Regions from separate parts of the Pan troglodytes genome. Here region 1 is linked to region 2. A link is a contact called in public HiChIP or PLAC-seq data. All regions are on one chromosome and are shown on one strand. The core of a region is the stretch at or near the end of the contact, and the rest is flanking DNA. Distances in the headings are between cores, read along the strand shown.

Region 1 (4,294 bases), core at 128-2,627, 180 kb after region 2:
AATCACGAGGTCAGGAGATTGAGACCATCCTGGCTAACACGGTGAAACCCTGTCTCTACTAAAAATACAAAAAATTAGCCAGGTGTGGTGGTGGGCGCCTATAGTCCCAGCTACTCGGGAGGCTGAGGCAGGAGAATGGCATGAACCCGGGAGGCGGAGCTTGCAGTGAGCCGAGATGGCGCCACTGCACTCCAGCCTGGGCGACAGAGCGAGACTCCATCTCAAAAAAAAAAAAAAAAAAAACACCTTCATTCCATACAACACATGTTTTTGTGAGCTCAAGGTTGGGGCAAAGGGGTTGGGGCAAAGTGGCTGGGGCAAAGTTACAGATTAACAGCATCTCAGGGCAAAGCAATTGTTCAGGGTACAGGTCAAGATGAAATTTCTTCTATCTTCCCTTCCTACATAGATACAGTAACAGTCTGATCTCTCTTTTCCCTACACTGTTCTAAGTACTACCCATTCCATTCAGCAATACAGTTAGGGACAGCCCTATGCAGTGCCGCCTATCAGGATCCTCTCTTATATGGGACACTAAGGGGTGGCACTGGCGTGGCACTGTACAGCGAGCTCAGGTGCCCCGGGGAACAGATAAGCTCTCCCAGGGGCCGGGGAGGCTTCCTGGATGGGCTGACCCTTGAGCAGGGAGGGAAGGGTCTGCGGTCACTGGCCACCACCAGCACCTTTGTTCTCCCAGGCCCTGCATCTGGACTCTCTGCAGCCACGACTGGTACGTCAAGGGCTGCAGCCCCACTGCTGGGGAGAACCCACTGCCTGGCATTGACTGGCTCCTGGATGACATTTCCTCCAGGAGGTTAAGTGCAATCTCTGCCTGCCGGGCTCAAGCAACTCTCCTGCCCCATTCTCCCGAGTAGCTGGGATTATAGGCACCCGACACCACACCTGGCTAATTTTTGTATTTTTAGTAGAGATGGGGTTTCACCATGTTGGCCAGGCTGGTCTTGAACTCCTGATATCAAGTAATCCGCCCGACTTGGCCTCCCAAAGTGCTGGGATTACAGGCATGAGCCACTGCACCTGGCCCCCAGCTAATTTTTAAATTTCTCATGAAATCAGGGGCAGCCTGTTGCCCAGGCTGGTCTCGAACTCCTGGCCTCAAGTGATCCTCCCGCCTTGGCCTCCCAAAGTGCTGGGATTACAGGCATGAGCCCCATGCCATGCTTTGCTTCTTTCTGAAGACCAAGGCACCGCACCTGTACACCTGAATTCCAGGAACAAGAGTGGCTATTCACAATGCTTCCTCTGCACTAAATACTATGTATTGTATTTAAGCCTACCAACTTCATGCTGCATTTCAACAGATTTTTGCTTCAATTCTAACACTGACTGGAGCAAAGGTCTCAAAACCCATGCCAGGTTTGGGAACACCAGTCTCCACGTGGCCTACACTGACAGTACCAATACCACCAATTTTGTGGACGTCTGGAGGGGCAGAACCAAGAGCTGGTAGGATGTGATCTAGAGCTTCCGAGCAGCGTGGTTCCACAGCATCGCCATCTTTACAGGTGACTTTCCATCCCTTGAGCCAAGGCATGTGAGCTCTTGGCTCCCGCCTGTTGTCACCACTCCAACCAGATATTGGCACAAATACTACTATGTTAGAGTTGTAGCCAATTTCTTAATGTAGGTGCTGATTTCCTTAATGATTTCCCCCATCTCTCCTTTTTTTTTTTTTTTTTTTTTGAAACGGAGTCTCACTCTGTCCTCTGTCTCCCAGGCTGGAGTGCACCTCCTGGTTTCAGGCAATTCTCTGCCTCAGCCTCCCAAGTAGCTGGGATTACAGGCACCCGCCACCATGCCCAGCTAATTTTTGTATTTTTAGTAGAGACGGGGTTTCACCATCTTGGTCAGGCTGGTCTTGAACTCCTGACTTCCTAATCCACCCACCTCTGCCTCCCAAACTGCTGGGATTACAGGCGTGAGCCACCACGCCCGGCCCCCATCTCTCCTCTTTAGGGTGGCTCATTGGGATCCATTTTGTTAACACCAACAATTAGTTTCACACCCAGCGTGTAAGCCAGAAGGGTGTGCTCACGCGTCTGCCCATTCTTGGAATTATCAGCTTCAAATTCATCAATACCAGCAGCAACAATCAGGACAGCACAATTAGCCTGAGATCAGGTTTTTGATAAAGTCTCTGCATCCTGGGCCATTGATGATGGTCACATAGTACTTGCTGGTCTCAATTGCCAGCAGGGAGGTATCAGTGGTGATACCACTCTCACGTTCAACTTTCAGCTTACCCAAGACCCAGGTATGCTTGAAGGAGCCCTTTCCCATCTCAGCAGCTTCCTCAAAATTGTCGATGGTTCTTTTGTGGATCCCACCACACTTGTAGATCAGATGGCCAGTAGTGCTGGACTTGCCCAAATCAGATGACGATGTTGAGCTGAGTCTTTTCCCTCCCCTGCTCCCTTTCTTTTGAGATGGAGTCTCACTCTGTTGCCCAGGCTGGAGTGCAGTGGTGTGATTGCAGCTCACTGCAGCCTCAACCTCCTGGGCTGAAGCCATCAGCCAGCTCAGCCCCTGGAGTAGCTGGAATTACAGGCGTGCGCCACCACGCCCAGCTAATTTTTGTATTTTTAGTAGAAACGGGGTTTCACCATGTTGGCCAGGCTGGTCTTGAACTCCTGACCTCAAGTGATCCACCTGCCTCCACTGCCCAAAATGCTGGGATTACAGGCATGAACCACCGCGCCAAACCCCCATTTTGGCTTTGATTTAACGGTGGTTTTCACGACACCTGTGTTCTGGCAGCAAACCCATCGCAAAAAAGCTCCACTGCCCTACACAGATTCTATTATAAACATCTCCATTCTACAGATGAGAAACTGAGGCTGAGTAGTTAAGGGGAACTCCTACAGCTAGTAAGAGTCGTGACTCAGAGCCCATGACACCATCCTGCTTCTCCAACGTTCTTTGCTTCCTCTACTTTCCAGAAAACATGAATTAGGGAATCCTGTGGAGGGAGACAGGGAAATAATTTGACGTTGTCCTGTACATACTGGACACAATAAGAGTTGGGTGGATGAATGAAAGCAGGGATTTAGGAAGCGGGGAGAAGTCGTTTGGAGGTCTGTGACAAGGGTTTACGCTTGGATAGGGTGGGCTTGATCACCCGGCAGAAATGAGACGAGTGATCACAGCCTTCCCAACCAATCTTTCCAGTGACCTGGGTTTACGCTTCACCACAGAGAAGGAACTTTTCAGACGCTCCCTTGGCCGCGCACCCGGGATCGAAACAGCGCTGTCACTTGCGACAAAATCCCTAGGCCAGAGGAAGAAGAGCGCAGGCCTGAGCGAGGCGGCGGCGGCGGAGGCTGGGCCGGAGGGGTGGGGACGGCGAGGAGGTGGAGGCCGGCGCTCCGCTCCGCTCCAGCTCGGTTTCATGTCCCGCCAGGCGAAGGATGACTTCCTGCGGCACTACACAGTGTCGGACCCCAGGACTCACCCCAAGGGCTACACCGAGTACAAAGTAACCGCGCAGGTGAGGTGGGGCCCAGCGCATACTTTACCCTTTTAACTAGAGGGGCGCCGAGTTTTACCTTAAGGAAAGGCGGTGCAGCCACTGCTCCCTTTTTAGACGACAGAAATGGGTTTCCCCTTTAAGGGGAGGTTGCAGTACGGGGCTTAGTTTACATCTTTAACCACCAGGGGGCGGGGTCCTGGGTGGGCGCTGTCTTTTTTCAAAGGGCGTTGACGGCCGTTCCCGGACAGGCAAGGCGTGTATGCCCACGCCCGGAGTGTAGTGTCTGGGCATCAGGCTGTGAATTTCTCTAAATTAACATGAAAACTCTGGTTTAATCCAAATATTAGTACTCCATTCTCGTAGAGTAAGTTTTGTTTATTGGTTTGTTTGATGTTACGTAAACTCCCTTTAACGAGTTAAACCATTTTTAATTTTTCAAAAAATAATACTGGTCAGTGGTTGAAAAAAATTCATGCAGTTCAGAAGGACTTAAGGAGTAAGTCGCCATATCAAGGTCACAGCAGGAGGATAGATAGGCTAGAGTTGATATATGAAGCGATAACAACATCATAAGCACAATTTATAGAGAGACATGGAGGAAACCATGACAATAATTAAAAATGAAACAGTAAAACAGGACACCTGTAGAATGATAACAAGAACTGGTAACAAGGAAGGTCCCCAGGGAGAGGAACTGTGTCACTGGGGACAGGAGTTGGGGGAAGACTTTTTACTGTAAATTTTTTGTACTTTTAGAATTTTCAACCAGGCGACTATTAAGCTGGTGCATTAGTTAACTCTAAA
Region 2 (4,301 bases), core at 949-3,448:
GCAGGGAGGACAGGCTCTATGCTTCCCACGTGGGGCCCCTCAGGCTGGAGGCATGGATGCCAGTCTGCCAAGGTGCTGAGACTCACAAACAGGACAAAGATGCCTTTCCCTGGTGCTAGCACTAGCCCCTAAAGGCGTGAGTGCTCAGGATGCCTCCAGGCCTGACCGGCTCTCTCACTCCCAGCCCTGCCTCCCTGTCTGGACGAAGCTTTTGTCTGGTCAAGAACGTCCTCTTTCCTCACATCCCAGATACCTCCAGGAAGGGCAACTCCAGCCACTCCCAGGCACTTTCCAGGCCTGGATTAGCCCCAGGTTTTGGGAAGGAATTGGGTCTTAGGGAGGCAGGAGTGATCAGTCAGGATGGGGGGCAGCTGTGGTCTGGCGCCCTGCCTCAGTTTCCCCCTGCCAGGAGGTAAACTCCCTGCCAGCTGGGCGGGTCTGTGGGTGGGACAGAGAGCTGTTCCACAGGTTTATCAGGCAGAAGCCCGCAGCGGGGGCGGGGTGGAAACCTCATTACAGAAATTCATTGTCTCTTTCCCAGGTCTGTGTGTGGAGCTGGGGAGGAGCAGCCCCGGGCCTCCCCGTGGGAGTTGAAGCCAGCACCATAGGGACCCACCCGCCAGAAGAGGGCCGAAGCCCAGGCCCACAGGCAGGAGGATCCAGGCCCCTGGACAGGCTGCCTAATCCTCTGGCCTCCCACAGGGCATGGGGGCTCCGGGCAGGAGCAGGGACAAGTAGAGACAAGCAGGAGAGGAATGAGTCACGGCCCTTTGAGTTACCTTGGGAGATTGTCAACAGGGGTCCCAGGCAGAGGTGCTGGAGGCAGTCAGGGAGGAGCACACATGTGTGTGCAAACACACACACGTGTGTGGGTGTCATGGGGGGGTGACAACAACACAGGCAGACAGGCATAGCACGGAGGCATACCAGGGAGACAGGCACAGAGGCAGGGGCCTCTGACTGCCTCGCCCTGGATGGAAGGGTTGGGGCTAGGGGACAACTCCCTGGCACATCTGGGTGGCAGCCTCCCCCTCTACCCCAGGCCTTGTGCCTTCCCAGAGCTCAGGAGTGCCAGGAACGCTAGTTGCCCACTGGGCAAACACCTGCCTCACCCTGCCCTGGCCAGGCCCCCGTGCCTTTTCCCCATGGCCCGGCAGGGTGTGACCAGGGAACCCTCCAGCTGGCGCCAGTGCCCACAGTGGGTTCAGGGTCACCCCGGGCCAGCCACTCCCAATGACTCAGATGAGTCTACCAGGAAAGGTACAGACCCATCTCCAGCTAGGCCCCCCTCCCCGGCGCCGGCGCCACAGCCCCCAAGGAGCTTGGCCAGCAGCCTGCACAGGCCAAGGGTTGGAAATCGGTTCCTGAGTCCAGGCTGCAGTGGTCTTGTACGCAGGGAGCTGGGGGTGTGTGTGTTGGTGGGGGGAAGGTCTGCAAGTGTGCGATACCTACAGATCTGTGTGTTTTGCAGTGCCAATGCGGTCGGGGTGGTCTGCAGCGCTCCCTGGGTCTCTCCATGAGTTGTGTGTCTCAATGCATCCGAGAGGAAGGAGAAACAGAGCCCGTGTATCAGTGGGTGACATGCATGAGGGTCTGTGTGTGTCCTGCGTCAGGTGTGGCCTGTAAGCAAGGAAATCTGTACGGGACTCTAGGCGGTGCACTGGGTACATGCGTCTGCGGTCGATACCTGAGCACAAGTTGGTGTGTGTGTGCATGTGTCGGGGTCTGTGAGAGGGAAGGAGCGTGTGTGAGAATTGGAGTGAGGGTGAGGTGTGCAGGCGAGTGTGCGGGCCGCGGGGGTCCGGTGGTACGCGTCAGGGCCACTGCAGGGAGTCTGCGAGGGAAGCCCGTGGGGGTGCGGGTCCCTGCGGGAAAGTCTGCGGGTGCGGGGGTCTCGGCGCGATATCCCTAGGCCCGCCCCCGCTCCGTGCCGCCCCGCCACTCACCCCAGCTCAGGAACTGCGCCACGCTGCGCTCCCGCCGTAGGGGGCCGCTGCTGAGCTCGTGGTGCAGCGCCAGCAGCAGATCTAGGAGGCCGTCGAGCCCCGGGCAGCCGCCGGCCTCGCCCCGCGCCAGCTGCTCCAGCGCGCGCAGCCGCCGCTCCATGGCTGCGGCCGGAGCCTCGCTGCTCGGCTACAGTCTGGCCGCCCGCATGCCCGCCTGTCGGGCCGTCCGTCCGCCCAACCGTCTGAGGCTCTGTCCGCGCGTCCTCCCCCCCCTCTCCCGCCCTCCCCGCTGTCACCTTCCTCCGCCGCCGCCAGCGCGCCCTCACCTGGGCGCCGCGCCCCGCCCCCCGACGGACGGGCAGGTGCGCGCCGGCCAATGGGAGCCGCGGCTGGAGGTGAAGGTGGGGGCGGAGGCGCGCGGGGGCGGGCCCAACTCCCGGCCAGGAAGTGCGGGGGCGGGCCAGGGAGAACAACTGACTTCTGCGAGGGGCGCGGTGGGGTTCCGCGGGGTCGGAAAGACTCCCCAGGTCCCCGCGCGGCCCCAGACCCAGACTTACCTGGGCCCTCCCTGGGCCCTGACCCAGGAGGCGCGGAGCACTGCAACTTCTCTCGCCCCCTGGGTCGCAGCCGCCTTGCCCTTGGCTAAGAGAGAGGGGCTAGGGACGCCCGCGGCCCCGGAGCCGGATGGGAATTGTAGTTCGCTCTCTCCATGGTTTGCCCGCGCTTGGCACCCATCGCCCCCCCCGCCCCCGCCCAAAAAAAAGTTTCTGAATCTTACTTTGATTGTATCATTAGAGTTGATGTGGGAGACAGGAAGTTGGGGTAGGGATGGTCACGCCCATTTGGCAGATGGACACACTGAGGCTTGGGAAGGAGGAAGGCGAATTGAGGGGCTGAGGACAAGGTGGCTCTTAAGTTAGACCCTGGGGTGGAGGTGGAGCTGGGCTGGTACCAACACCACAGGCGTTTTAAGCTTCAGTAGGAGCAGGGCCTGAGGTCTGACCTGGAACGTGAAGGGCAAGGAGAGGTCTGAGATAGGCTGGAGGAGGTTGGGGAGGGGAGGGGCTGGCTCTGTCCAGTGGTATTTCTGATTTCTGTCCAGCTGTGTCCAGCTGGGATGGACCAGGCACCATGAGGAGAGATCAAAGGGTGGGACATACTGGTGGCTTCAGACAACACTTTTTTTTTTTTTTTTTGAGACAGGGTCTCTCTGTCACCCATGCTGGAGTGCAGTGACGCAATCATAACTCACTGCAGCCTTGACCTCTTAGGCTCCTGCCTCAGCCTCTTGAGTAGCTGGGATTACAGGCAGATGCCACCACACCCAGCTGATTTTTTATTTTACTTTTTGGAGTCAAGGGTTATTGTTATGTTGACCAGGCTGGTCTCGAACTCCTGGGCTCAGGTAATCCTCCCACCTTGGCCTCCCGGAGTTCTGGGATTACAGACATGGGCAACTACACCCGGCCTAGACAACACTTTCTTTTTTGAGACAGGGTCTCACTCTGTCCCCTAGGCTGGAGTGCAGTGGTGCAATCGTAGCTCACCACAGCCTCAACCTCCTGGGTTCAAGTGATCCTCCCACCTAGCTCACCACAGCCTCAACCTCCTGGGTTCAAGTGATCCTCCCACCTCAGCCTCCCGAATAGCTGAGACTACAGGCTCACACCACCAGGCCAGGCTGATGTTTTGTTTTTTGAGATGGAGTCTCACGCTGTCACCCAGGCCAGAGTGCAGTGGCACGATCTCGGCTCACTGCAACCTCTGCCTCCCAGGTTCAAGAGAGTCTCCTGCCTCAGCCTCCCAAGTAGCTGGGATTATAGGCATGTGCCACCACACCCAGCTAATTTTTGTATTTTTAGTAGAGATAGGGTTTTGCTATGTTGGCCAGGCTGATCTCGAACTCCTGACTTCAGGTGATCCTTCTGCCTCGGCCTCCCAAAGTGCTGGGATTACATGCGTGAGTCACTGGGCCCGGCCATGTTTGTATTTTTTATAGAGATGGGGTTTCGCCATGTTGCCTAGGCTGATCTCAAACTCCTGGACTCAAGCGATCTGCCTGCCTCAGCCTCCCAAAGCGCTGGGATTACAGGCTGTAGCCACTGGCCAACACATTATTTCATTAAAAGACCTGTTTAGGGGTTTGCCTCTCCTCTCGTACTGGGACCTCGGTGAGATGGGGGCAGGATCAGGTTGAGGGAGGAGGTGTTCCATGAATGTTTGAAGCAAACAGGGTGTTTCTCCCCACAAAGGGTTTTTCATGTGATTATTTGTTTATTTATTTATTTATTTTAAAGAGACAGGGTTGCACTATATTGCCACGTTGGCCAAGCTGGTCTGACCTCAGGTGATCCG

What was found. HiChIP or PLAC-seq counts read pairs in DNA pulled down with a chosen protein or histone mark.
Region 1: an H3K4me3 HiChIP or PLAC-seq map of stem cell-derived excitatory neurons shows a contact between it and region 2, with 3 times the contacts expected there. The contact joins the promoter of SNX15 here to the promoter of CDC42BPG in region 2.

Annotation. Positions count from the first base shown.
Region 1 is chr9:67,347,712-67,352,005 of NHGRI_mPanTro3-v2.0_pri, forward strand. SNX15 (sorting nexin 15) reads left to right here and starts at 1,378. Exons shown (of 9, transcript XM_003339206.7): 1 at 1,378-1,526; 2 at 3,190-3,508. The coding sequence starts at 3,410.
Region 2 is chr9:67,165,667-67,169,967 of NHGRI_mPanTro3-v2.0_pri, forward strand. CDC42BPG (CDC42 binding protein kinase gamma) reads right to left here and starts at 2,199. Exons shown (of 36, transcript XR_010147234.1): 1 at 1,947-2,199.